Linked DNA regions of Zea mays: region 1 is linked to region 2. The links are chromatin contacts, called in public Hi-C maps. All regions are on one chromosome and are shown on one strand. The core of a region is the stretch at or near the end of the contact, and the rest is flanking DNA. Distances in the headings are between cores, read along the strand shown. Region 1 holds the start of LOC103641526. Region 2 holds the start of LOC100286331 (senescence-associated protein DIN1).

Evidence for each region. A called contact is a pair of places that touch in the nucleus more often than the background predicts.
Region 1: a Hi-C map of leaf shows a contact between it and region 2, with 1.7 times the contacts expected there. The contact joins the promoter of LOC103641526 here to the promoter of LOC100286331 in region 2. A contact is called at or near these places in 2 of 25 Hi-C or Micro-C datasets (ear and leaf).

Annotation. Positions count from the first base shown.
Region 1 is chr10:104,708,860-104,715,881 of Zm-B73-REFERENCE-NAM-5.0, forward strand. LOC103641526 reads left to right here and starts at 3,977. Exons shown (of 7, transcript XM_008664862.3): 1 at 3,977-4,756; 2 at 5,895-5,936. The coding sequence starts at 4,609.
Region 2 is chr10:104,541,971-104,548,516 of Zm-B73-REFERENCE-NAM-5.0, forward strand. It overlaps LOC100286331 (senescence-associated protein DIN1), which reads right to left and starts at 3,064. Exons shown (of 5, transcript NM_001159218.2): 1 at 2,849-3,064; 2 at 2,294-2,367; 3 at 2,156-2,226; 4 at 1,953-2,006; 5 at 1,441-1,662. The coding sequence starts at 3,012. The coding sequence ends at 1,567.

The DNA of each region.
Region 1 (7,022 bases), core at 2,727-5,226, 170 kb after region 2:
AGTGTTTTTGATTTTAGTCAAAACCATCTATTCACCCCTCTAGCCGGTGTCCTAGATCCTACATATGTGTCAAGCATTTGAACACACTAAACACATGCCGAGAAATATGGTAATAAGTAAGCCTAGTACCTGATTGAACCGGACATTACTCCCCACTGGACCTGAGACATAGTCTCTCATTCTAGATATGGTGGGTACAAGTGCGGTCACTGCATGGCGACAGTTGGGGTCAGTGGAGCTTAAGCACTTGGTTGTTTGGAGCAATGGAGATGTGTTTCTACTCAATTGCAATGTTGCTTAGGCTCCCACATTCTAAAATGTCCGAATGGTGGGTATATATAGAGCCCCAACCCAAATATAGTCGTTGGAGGAAAGCAACTTGTCTGTGTCATATCGGACCAGACCAGAGTTTGGTGCCCTCCATGTCAGCTAGCCGCTGGTCTTCTAGTAGATGCCCTGCAACAGTGCAGAGGTCTGATGCACCACTGGATCGGTCCAATGACTGCCACGTCAGATGACCATTGCTGACTAGCGGTTGCGGACCATTGAGCCGAGGTCCATTGCACCACCCGCAAGGTCTGGTGCGCCAGCTGGCTCAGGTGCCCGAAAACATCGCCTCTGCACAAACGGTTCGGTGCACCAGAAACAACCCTACTTGTTTTCTTCAAGCTTCTTCACTTGGGCTTGTTTCTAGTCTTATGTCTTTGACTTTGCTTGATACTTGTAGGTCTTCTATGTGTCTTCTAATGTCTTCTTCGAGGTGTTGATTCCTCATTGCCTTATTATAAGTCACTTTTGCATCATGCAAACTACAAACATAAACACTAGCAAACACATTAGTTTACAAGGTTGACCATCAAACACCAAAAATGACATAGTTAAATGGGTCGAGGTCCATTTTCTATAATCAACATCGTACTCTACTTCGTACGAGTTTCGTGTGTCGTGTGTCATGTGCGAAGCACGCATAGATCCGTTTTCTCCCTTAGGTGTCGCCTAATAACAAGATAATATAAGCCTTACCTCTTACATGCACAAACCACCACGAACGCTTCCTCCTCCTCGCTGTCGTCGTCATATATTAACCCGCAACTTCTCATATCGCCTCCCTCACCCTAGATCTTCCGCACCACCATAGATGACATCGACCTCCCCCTGTTGACCCAGCATCTCAAACCGCTGCCGCAACTCTCCTCCGCTCGTCGTACGCCTCTATAGGCATTAGGGCAAGAACAACCAAGGGAGCAACCAACCATGCAACCACCAGTCCATCCACCATGAGTGCTTCCTCCTCGTCGCTATGTGCCTCTATAGGCTGCAGGGCAAGAACAGCCGAGAGAGCAACCAACCATGCAACTATCACAAGCACTTCCTCCTCCTCGTTGTTGCCATCGTATATTAACCTATAACTTCCATCTCTTTCGCATCTTCGCCTCTCTCACCTAAATTCTTTCCGCACCACCATACATGATATCGACACCTCGAATCACTCTCATGACTCTGCCACCATACGCCTCTACAGACAACGGGGAAAGAACAACTGAGAGAAGAGGAGGCAACGTTGCCGAAAATCCATGGCTAAAGAGCCAAGGGAGAGAGAGGAGATGAAAATGTGCTCCAAATATCGAGTTTAGTTTTATATTAATTGTTGGTAAATAATTTATGAGATATTAAAGTCATTTATATATTAATATTTTATTGAATATTTATGTGTCATCGGTCAAACCGGGTGCAAGAGTGGTGTAGAGTTTCAGCAGTTCAAAATGGACGAGTATACCGTGGATGCTCTTGTGAAATGACGAGAAATTTGGATTTATGTCATTATGAAAACTAGGTTTTGTCCAAATGCCATCATGTGAACGTGGTTCACTAATACACCATTCTAAAGCGTTGTCTTACAGACAAAATGCTATTTAGGGGTTATCTGAAACATAAAATAAATTTAGGTGAACGTTAGCTTCTGGACTGACTGTTTTGCCCCTAGATGAAATAAACTCTCCTGTCTCTGTGCATCGGCCGGCTCTCCTCTGTCGCTTGGCCGCCGCCGTTCAGATCATCTTGCCGCCGCGCCTCAGGTTGTTCTGGTGATTGTCCACCGATGCCTAGCTATACTTGCCCGCCCAGCTATGCCCAGCTACACAACTCAGTTTCAGTCACCTAAACAAATGGGCACCACGAAGTCACGAACTGCTAGAGCCTAGAGGGCACCACGAAGAAAATAACTGCTACAAAATAATGAGCCAACAAGGTTACAAATCAAATTGGTCTCAACTGGTAGTTGTATGTAAAATTGGAACCGAATTGATCTGACAACTGCTTGAATTTTCCATCTTACTTGCTGAGCCGAAGCAGTTGAAGTTGGTGGATCAAGTCAATACCGGTGTACGACGTCCAAAATACTACACTGACAAGGCTAAAAGGGTGTTCGGTTTCTAGGGACTAATTTTTAATCCCTTAATTTTATTCCATTTTAGTTCTAAAATTGCCAAATATAGAAATTAAAATTTAATTTTAGTTTCTATATTTAGTAATGTATAGACTAAAATGGAATAAAATGATAAGACTAAACATTAGTTCTTAGTAACCAAATATTCCCTAACCTAACCCGCCAACCGAGTTTATTTTAGGAAACAAAGGGAAAAACAGTAGCATCCATGATAACACGTGATGAATAAGATAGGTAGGGAGTCGCACGCCGCTGGTGAAGGTCGAGTGGAGCTGGGCGTCGCCGGTGGAGGCCGACAGGAGCCAGGCGCTGCCGTCGCCTCGACCATCTGGATTAGAGATGGCAACGGATACAAACTCGCTTGGTTTTGCCGTCTCAAATCCGTACCCGTGAAAAATATCTATGCCCATTAAAAAATCCGTACCCATGACGGGTTTGAGATTTTGTCCAAACCCGTACCCATCGGGTTAGCGGGTACCCATGGGTTACCCGCGGGTTTCATCTCCAATATACTTATTCTTCTCATAATCAATAAGTATCATAATGATTAATGATATCGTGATCCAACATCTATGTAATGAACAATGAGATCATGATTTGGTATAAAAATTATTAGTAGGGAGAATGAACTACAAATAATAAGTTGTATAATTAAGTGACATTGCACTAAGTTATTCATCCACCACATATATAACGCTAGTAAAAACTATAATAGCAAGCAAGCAACACTCTCACCGACTACTGATACATTCACCAATTGATAAAAATTATGAAGTAAATAAGGAATAACAAGTTTGTTGTTCGTTTATAAAATAAAATGACAATATGCACTAGGTTTGGTCGGGTTTAAAAAACCCACGGGTTCACGGGTTTGGGTACTATAGGAATAAACCCATACCCATAAACCCGTCGGGTATAGATTTATGCCAATTAACAAACCCATGGGTGTGAAAATTGACCCAAACCCATACCCTAATGGGGTAAAAACCCATCGGGTTTCGGGTACCCATTGCCATCTCTAATCTGGATGCTGAACGAAGGACGGAGGGCCTGTTTGGTTCAGTTTTTTTTCTAACTAACTTTTTCGAGAATCTAGCTGTGTGGAGAATTTAGCTGTGTAGAGAATCTGAGTATTATTAAGATTACGTGTGGAGGAAGATAAAGTTGTCCATGAAGCTCAGGATATATAAAGTGACGGATTACTACTATTGCGACAACTTAACCGATTATATGTTTATGTTGATTTTGAATGATTTTACTCAAATGAATTTTATAAAAGCTGGCTGAAAAGCTAAGTGTTTGGCAGTCCTCGACAGTTTTGGTGGACAGAATTTGCGAAAAGCCGAAACAAATAGGGCCAGAGAGAACCCAGGTGGAGTCCACGGGATCATATGAGAGTTGATTTGGTGTAGGGGCAAATTAGTCTGACTAAAGGTTGAAACACTATTTAAATAATTTTATGTTTAAAAAATAAACTCTAAATGACATTTTGTCTATAAGCTAACATTTGGGAATGATGTATTAGCGAAGTACATTCATTCACATGATGACATTTAGGCGAAAGCCGGTTTCCATAATGGCATAAATCCAAATTTCTCGTGAATATCTCAGCGCCGAGCTCGAGCCCGCAGTCTGCCATCCCCTTTCGGTGGCAACCAAATCCGGCTTGCCTGCAGCGGATCTCCATCTGGTCGGAGTGGATCGGGTCTCCGGTGGTGTTTCTCGCCTCCGTGGCGGTTAGTGGCGCCGGACGGACCACGTCCCCGCAGCAGCGGTCAGCGGCGGCTGGCCTAGCTGCGGTGGCTTGAGGCGGCTCTCGGACGGGTGCCTCGAGCTGGCACCAGCGGGTGGGTGCCGCAACTCTCACCGCTAGCTGGTGTAGAGGCGGCGAGTCCCGGCGCCATGGAGGGTAGGCCGCAAGTGTCCGCTTAGAGAGGGGTCAACAAAGGGACTTGTCAAGCTACGACACTGCGGTCTTCGGTTGCCCTGCTCAGCTTGTTGTTGCCGTACATGATCCTTCATGATTTGTGAGAGATCTATATTCCCCGAATCTTCACCGGCTCTGCCAGATCACTGGCGATCTTCTTGCCAGCCGCCTCCGCTAACCTGCGCGGCACAGTAGAGCTCAGGAAAAGCGGTGGGACTGAGGGAGAAAAGAGGAGATGACTAGCCTGTCGATCACAGTGATGACGCTGAACTTGCATGAAGGCGAGCAGCCGAGCGAGAGTCCCAACAGCTGGGAGAAGCGCCGGGACATCTGCGTCAGCGTCATCACCAGCTACTCTCCTACCATCCTTTGCACCCAACAAGGTAAGCGGTGGTGAACTGGTGATACAAATCATGGGAGCCTAGGCTATCGCATTTGTTGTACTCAATTGATGGGTTGGAAAACGCAAGTAGCTATGATCCCGTGTGTTTTCTTGTTAGATGTAAGTAGTGCTACCGTGGCGGACTAGGGATGGAACTGAACTGCTTGCTAGTTTGAGCTAGGTTTTATATTTCCGTTCTTTTTTCCCCTGTTGACAAAGAGGTGTTCTATCTGGATTGGTCAATTCTATTGTCTCTCTCGATTAAGTTCTAGAATTATTAATTCCTATGAGTGGGATTGTAGTTCTTGAATGTGTGTTATGTCTGGTTTTAGCTCTAGCCTGCACCAACTTGCTTGGGAGCAAGACATCCTAAATGGATCCCAATACTTAGATTTAAGAGATTTGGAGCTAAAAACAGCCTTAAACATTTCCCGAAAGATGGTCTCAGAAATTTGGTTATCCCAAATCCAGATCTCTCTCTCTCTCTCCACCTGTTGAGAGCAAGGTTTGCTCCCAATCCACTGTAGGGCCAGTTTTCTTGCGCGCACTGAAGTCCTGCTCCCTGCTCGTATGGGCCACACCATCGTGGAATGCTGCTGCACTTCCAGCTTGGTCCTGAACATCTTTATTTGGCAATCACTGAAGAGCAACACTAGTCTATTGTTTTGTGGCAAAATCATTGGAGTGTAGTGAATGCATCTGCAGTCTGTTGGATTGGCTATTGAGCAATACTAGTCTGATAGATTGAGCAATGCCTGTCTCGTCTGCAGTGTAGTGAATCACTGCTCACTGACTCTGGTCTCATTTCTATTGCATCTGTAGTGAATGATGTTTTCTTTTGTTTTGTTTATCAATGGAAATGATTATACACTTTCAGTTAATTTTTTTACATTTGGTAGTTCGCCTACGTGGCAAAAAATTAGAATATAGGGAACCAGGTTTGGAGAATATGCTGGAGAGGAGTGTGTTGGAGCCAGAATATTTGGTAGAACATTCTAATGAGCAGAGAACCATTTTTTAAATCTCCTGGAGATGCTCTAAATGGATTTGTTTTTGTTTGTTGTCACATTTTCTGTGTGTTTTCTATAGGTTTTTATTGTTTTTGTTTGTAGGCTAAAAATAGTGGGTTTGGTATGCAGGCTTAAGATGGCAACTGGACTACCTACAACAGTGCTTGCCAGGTAATTCATCCACACCACACTGTTTTTTACTCATCTTGCCTGCTGACTTGGCTACTGTTTGATAATAGTGATGCATTTTATGCACAACTAGATAGATACCCTGTGTGTTGCAGCAGTTGTTAGAAATAAATTGTTGCATGCATAGGTTAGGCCTATCCAGATATAATCGGAACCTAGCCAAGCTAATGGACGAACCCAATAGAAAAAAGATAATCTAATAATAGAGAGCGCATTATAGAAGGATGTGATGTCCAAACAAATAATATCGCGTGGAACTTGCATGTTGAGGTAAAAAAATAGTAATTACACTTAGTGAAGATGATGTGGATAGCTTTTGCACTTAGTGGGTAATGATGTGGATGGCTTGCATGGGCTGTGATGTGGATAACTTGCATGAAAAATTGAAATGTTAGTGGCTGATGTGGATAGCATGAAGAATAGTAATTGCACTTAATTGAAGAAATAGACTACCATAAATCCTAGTGCGGATGTGCCTTATAAGAGCATATATACTCTTCAATCATCATTGTACTTGTATTCTTCTTTTAGTAAGGCTTGCCCTATTTTTTTTTCAATCTACTAATGCTAAACCATTACAAGGAAAAATGCAGGTTAAATATTCCCAGATTGATTTGTATAAATAAAGGTGTATCATTGTTTTAGCTCTATTTTGATTGCGCACTTAGTTGGCGGTGCGGAAGCGGCCGGTATGCGCACATGGAAGAAGATCGTGCGCGTGCGGAAGAAGCACACCCCATGCGGAAGAAGCACACACACAGGGGTCGCGAGGTGGGTGGCCATGCGGCTGTGGAGTCGGTGGCGCGTGAGAAAAACTAGGGCAGTGGAAGGAGCCAGAAGGGGACCTAGATTCATTATACCACGTAGAGTGTGGGAAATTACTTCACACCATTTGAGGAGGTGGGGGTGAGGCAACTCGAGTTAGATATAACTCTGCCTCTAATAGAGAGTACTGCATGGATAGTCAGCTAAGCAGCATCCTTGTTATCCAAAGCTCTATAAATACTGTTACCCTACCCTGCCATCTTTTGCAACATAAAGAATAGTTCTGTATTTCTGTCTAGCCTA
Region 2 (6,546 bases), core at 1,814-4,313:
TACTATTCTTAATGTTGATTATATATGGTTGGAACTTAGGTTGCATAACTTATTTTGCGGTAGAGATAGTAGCACATAGACAAAACCTAGTTTGTACAATCTAGTTTAGATATTTGCATATATTTTGTTCTAGAGATTATTTTGTGGCCTAGTTTATTCACGTCCCCTCTTAGGATAGGTTTGGTGGACAGGAAAACTGAGAGAGTCTGCGGGGAGGAATTCCCCCCGCTATTCAATTTTGAATAGCGGGGGGATTCACCCTCGTAGATCCCCTCTATTTCTCTGTCCACCAAACCAGTCCTTAGACGTCATCGTTTCCTACAACAACAAACTACACCATATGCACGGCATGTAGTAACCCTCAATCGTTTGCAATTCTTGCATTCTCCGTGGTGGCTCCGTTCATTCTCGTTGTGGCCATCTCCGGCCTCCCCAATCTATAATCCAGCCCCTCCTCTAATCTATTTCTAGATCCATTATGATAAGAAATCGAAACAAGAATCAGCAGAAAAATCTATTACTCGTTTATTATACAGCAATGCACCACTAGTTACAACCTACAATTAGACAAACTATACTAAAAAGTTACATGACGCAAATGCACCTTTTTAAGAAGTCTCCACACGATTTAAATGTTTAAAGGAAACTATATATTACCTCCGTTCATATATATATATATATATATATATATATATATATATATATATATATATATATATATATATATATATATATATGACGTCGTTAACTTTTTAAAAAAACATTGACCATTCGTCTTATTCAAAATATTTATTCAAAAATATAAAATTTTAAGTCACGCTAAACGTAGAGATAGCAATGTGTACTCGAAACTCGAATACCCGACGGGCTTTAATCAATATAAGATGGATATGAGATGTTTTCTTTACCCGTCGGTATGCTAATGGGTGAGAACATCTACCCATCGGGTAGACGGGCCAGGTACGAGTATAGGTGAGTACTACTCATACATGTGTACTGGATAAAATATACCCGCATCATATCACTATTTACCATGTAATTAAAGCCGTCTTAGCTAAAAGAAAAACTTCTCCAGTCATTGTTTGTTTATCTATCAAGTTATGTAATTATATGGTTTGTGGTTTTAAGTTAAACTTATTTTTTCTGTGTTTGTTTAACATTTTGAGTGATTGCACGTTAGTATTTTAGACTTTTCAAACGTGTACGGGTAACCTGACGGGTAAAATTACCCATGCGTTTACGGATATACGTAAGATTCTATACCCGTGACCTTATACGGGTAACCCGACGGGTAGGATATTTTTTGACAAGTACGGGATGATACGGTCCGATGGATACACACCCGTTGTGATCTCTACTTAAACGACCTTGAGTGATAAAGAAATTACAACAAAAATAAATGATAACTGACGATTTTTTAAACAAGACGAGTGGTTAAAGTTTTCGAAAAAATCAACTGTGTCATATATTTAAATAACCAAGGAAGTATATTTTTGCTCATTTAAACCTACTATTTTCTTCGAAGGTTGTCGTCAAAGCAAGGAAGAACCAACAGGATAGGGCACATCATAGTTCATCTTGTGCTTGAGATTTCTTCACGGCAAGACCACTTTCCACCCATGCGGTATAACCACCTTCTATGTTCTTCACATTTCTAAATCCCTGTTTTCATAAGCATTCACATGTTTCAGATAAAAAAAAAGGAGACATAAAGAAATTGAGACGTCTCAGGACCTGAATTGCCCCGTAGAGTTTCAAGACTTGCACTTTCCAACAAATTAAACAGCTATATGCGATCATGGTAATTTCTGCTTTCTATATTAAGGCCTAAGATTCCATAAGATAAATCATATTGAGTGAACAATATGCGATCGTGTAGTCCTATACTGTACACGTACAATTATCCAAAGACAACTGAAGCCTCAAGGGGAAGCAAGGGAAAGAGGGCTTACAGCTGCCATGAGATCAGCACATGCTAATTCAGACCTCACTCCGCTTTTGCAGCCCTTGAAGGAAAAAGGAAAAAAAAACAGGTGGATCAGCAGAAGAACAAGCAAGATAAAAAAAGATCATTGTGAGAATAAACACGCCCATGACAAGGAGTGTATAAGTATAATTAATCTGATGAGCTATGGGTAGAGTTCATCAGAAATACCACAACTATGTTGTCCTCTTTGTCGAAACCCGCTGCGACCTGTGCGATGAACTTGGGGTTCTTCTCCCTTCCTGCTGAAACCATGCATGTGAGGCCACATCCAGTAGAGCACACAGTTCGAGCTAAAGATCGACTTGCCTTGTGAAGTGAAGAAAAGATAGGGCACGTTGAGTGAATCCTCCACATGCCCACTCCTGAATTCCTCCTCTGTTCTGTTAATAGAATTTGTGCTCAGATAAATGAAAATCAGAAGCTATGTACGTCCTATAGAGATCCATGTGATATGAGAGAACATAATTGTGAAATTGGTTCTGTGCTACTTTTTGTTTTTTGTAATTCTTCAAAAAAGTTCATTTTGCCGTTGGGAAAAAAAAGTGGAGATTTTTTATGGCAAAAAGTTCACTGCAAGAACTGGGAATCAGTCTGCACAAACAGAGTATGCTTGGTCTCTGACAGAGAAATTGTCTTCTCAGAACATTCCTCGGTAAAACTATGATAATCAGTTTGGGAGATTGGTTGTAATGGAAACAACCAAATATATCGGTCGACTGTACGTACAGTTTAATTAGACGAAGGGCGGAGAGAGGACTCCAAAGCAAATGTAATGCTGACACAAACAAACAGAGGTTGAGCAAAGGAGAGAAGAGCTGTGACCTCACGAGACACACGAGTTACCAAAAAAACAAAGGTCACCTGACGTCCAGGTAGCGGTGACCGCCGGAGCGGATGAGGTCGCTGGCTGCCGCCACGCCCACGGCCACCACCGGCGGCGGCGCGGCCGATGGCTTCTCCGAGCCGCGCGCCACCAGCAGCAGCGCGGACAAGGTGCAGATCGTAAGCAGGGTGGCCGACCTCATGTTCGTATCCTGGAAACGGTGAGACGCCACGACGGGAGTTTGTTTGGAGTTGTACTGGCTGGCATGATAGCCATCCGTCGTCTAAAAATAGCACACGGTCATGTGTGCTTCTGTGGGTGGGCCGTGGGCGGAGTCCAATCCCGTCAGCTCCCGTGGTTTCGTTTCAGCGCGCCGGGGTCCCACTTTCCTGTGGGCTGGTCGGTGGCCTCTACACAGCCAAGCGCGTTGATGGCCAACGATTCATGGAAAAAAACAGGTCAAAATCGCTAACGCACACGAAGCAAATCGATTCCAGAATCAATGACGAATCAGTGAATCACCCTGTGACTGTGACTGGTATGCGAGACAATAGGAAAGAACACAGTAAGCTGGCATACTCATTGAACCGAATGCACCGAGAGCTCCAATCAGGGGCTGTCCCATGTTGTAGCAAGGCTATATTCAATTGAATAAATATTATTTTTAGCAAAGAACTATGTGTATATATATTATATTTATACACTGAAATATTGTAATAAAATAAAATAACATTGTTTTACAGTTATTCGGTTCAAACTTTGTCTTTCACGGGTCTTTTTCATTTTCCTGTCATACGGCTAGAGATGACAATCATGCGGTCGTGAGCGGTTCGAACACAAGTATATGGTTTGTGAATCTATACCCGCGAGACAAAATTCAACTTATACATGTACCCACATACACTCGTAGGTATAAATTTATATCCATACCCGTACTCGTCAGATATCTGCTACCCGACGGATACACGTTACCTGTCCACCCACTATAATTTCAACATTCAGCACCAAACAATAAAATGTTTATTAAACAATATCATCTTATGAATCTTTATTTATTGCGCGAGTTATGATCTAGTTTACTAGTTGTGCAATGTGTATGCTCAATTATGCGCTATATATTATGTGATTCTATAATCAATTATATATGTTTAAAGGCTACTTGGCTAGGTTTTAGACTGTCAATTTTTTTTGTCTTCAATAAATTTCGAATATCCATCCTTCAGATCTTGGGCCCACCCCTGCACTGAACGGAGGCATGCAAACATAGAGGCCCCAAGCTGATCTCCTAATCATTAGGGGTTGGGGAACACACATAATCTAATGGGTTATGACCATATTCCCGATTGTATGCATAATCATATGGTGCAACTGTTTTTTCTCAGTTATCAAAATCCTTTGTTGATATTGCAATTTGAGCTTTCATTCCTATGTTTGAGTGGTTGTTTAGCGAATTGTGTCTGCTCACTCTCTGCATAGCACTATTTTAGATCTAGTACTAGTAATCAATAATCAGTAACACTGTTAGAGGTAACAGTAGTAATCAGTAACACTGTTAGAGGTAACAGTAGTAATCAGTAACACTCTGCATGGCATAATGTTTGAACTGAAGTTTCCTAGCCTATTTCGGATAGATGCAAACATCAGTGCTGTTGAGAGATGTAAACATCAGTTCTGTTGAACTAAAGATTCCTACCCTATGTTTGAGCAGAAAAAGTTTACCTCATAACCTCATATTCTTAGTCATTTTTTCAAACTTAAATAGATGCAAATTTGTATATAGGTTTAGGAGGAGCGTAATTGTACAGTCCTATAGGCTAGATTTTTTTTGGCAAACAGAATTTCGGTCAAGTATAACAACTATAAAGTCATAGGCCTTATGGATGGATGCTATTTTGAAGAGAAATTTGCAAGTGAATTTAAAATTGTGAAGCCAACATATGGTTGTACTAGTATCTCTGAGCTTTTACAAGCCAAACTTAGTGTTGTTGTCTATTTATTTTGAACTTTAAGCTCTAACAAGCAAACTTGTTACCTTTATGTATGAATGCAGTGTTATTGGCATAAATGAAAACATGGGATATGTTTAACCAATTTTGTATTTGATGTGGAATGTGAGATTGTATGATAGTGTTTGAAGTATTGATATTGCATGGATAATGTGAAACTAATTATATAATTTTCAAGGCTTATATATGCATAGCATTGGATCGTTGGTCGGTAAAAGTGCATATATCTCATCAAACAGAGTGTCGGTATAAATTCTAACAGATTGTCAGTCCAGAAAAACATGTTAGTCGGTATATCTCTTGTGTGTCTAACCATCTGTCGATACAAATATGTTCGTCGCTATAAATTTATACTGACGCCACTTACAGCGACAGAAAGGGTCAGTCAGCATAACTCTGTAGTGAATGATAGTTCGTTGCTACAAAGGGTTACACCGACTGATAGTTCGTTGCTACAAAGTAAGTTGTTGTAACCAGGTTGTGGTATAGTGTGAGAAAAGTGCTCTAGTTTGAGCTAAAATGCAGATCCTGGTGAAATACCAAGTGAAAGGTGAGTTCTCTACACTTAGTCAATTGGTTATATGCTAAGTATGTTTGTCTAAGTTGTAGGGAAGCCCCCAAGAACAGTCAAAAAGGTTTGAAGAAGTTAGGCTCAAAAGAGCCTTACTTGGATTGTTCTGGGCCTCACCGGACCGGTCTGGTGGCGCACCGGACCAGGTCCACAGGGGCTTAGGACTTAGGCACTAGGTGGCCTGGCTCACCGGGTCTGGGTGCATCGGACCGCCTGTACGGTGGAACTTCGAAATCTCGGGATTTTATTTTAAAAATCACCAGTGGTGCACCAGATTGCCTTCAACTGCTCTCTCTCTCTCCCACGGGAGTGCGCTGACCAATGGTTAGCTGACATGGCACCCGATTCAGAGGTGCATCAGACCGGTCTAGTGCCAGTTAGCAATGGAAGGTCGCTAGTTAGATCCCAAGGGACGCGCTAACACATCACTCCGACACTCTGTCACAACACATACTAGTGATTGTAGTGAAGTCCGAGCGCCATTTTTGAGTTGTGCTTGTGACTTTTTGTGTTTGTGCTCTGTTGTATACTTGATCTCAATCCTATGAAGGCGTTGAAAACTAAAGGCAACTCAAGTTAGAAATGAAAACCTTCGTCCTGGGTTTAGCACTCCTTCGAAGTGTTAATATGGAGGACGAAGGTCTTCAGACAAGAATGTTTAACATAAGTAATATGTAGTGAAATAAGACATATGAAATGATATGTGAGAACTTATCTTCACTGTCTTAGCATTTTCATTATGTCTCCCATTACATTAGATAAATTTACAATCATACCTTCGACTCTTGAATAGAAAGAGGCACGAAGGTTCTTCGAAGGCTAAGCGACACAAAGCTATGGCTCTTGAAAATGTACCTTATGCAGGGCAATGTTCATCTATTTATAGGGAAGATAAACCGCCTTTGTGCATAATTATAATAATGTCCATCTAGGTTTTATATATACTGTTCACAAATGATATCAGGACAATAATGTATTTTCTCCATCTTCGGCTTTGAGGGTCTCGGCCTCCATTGTTCGGTAACTTCTCTGACTCGCGCCCGAAGTTGTTTCCTTCAGCTGCCATCTTTGTTACTTGCGCATAGACGAAGCGTCTTTATATACTGCTTTAGCCGAAGGTTAGCTTCGTCACTAGTAGAAATATTCTTGAAATACACTT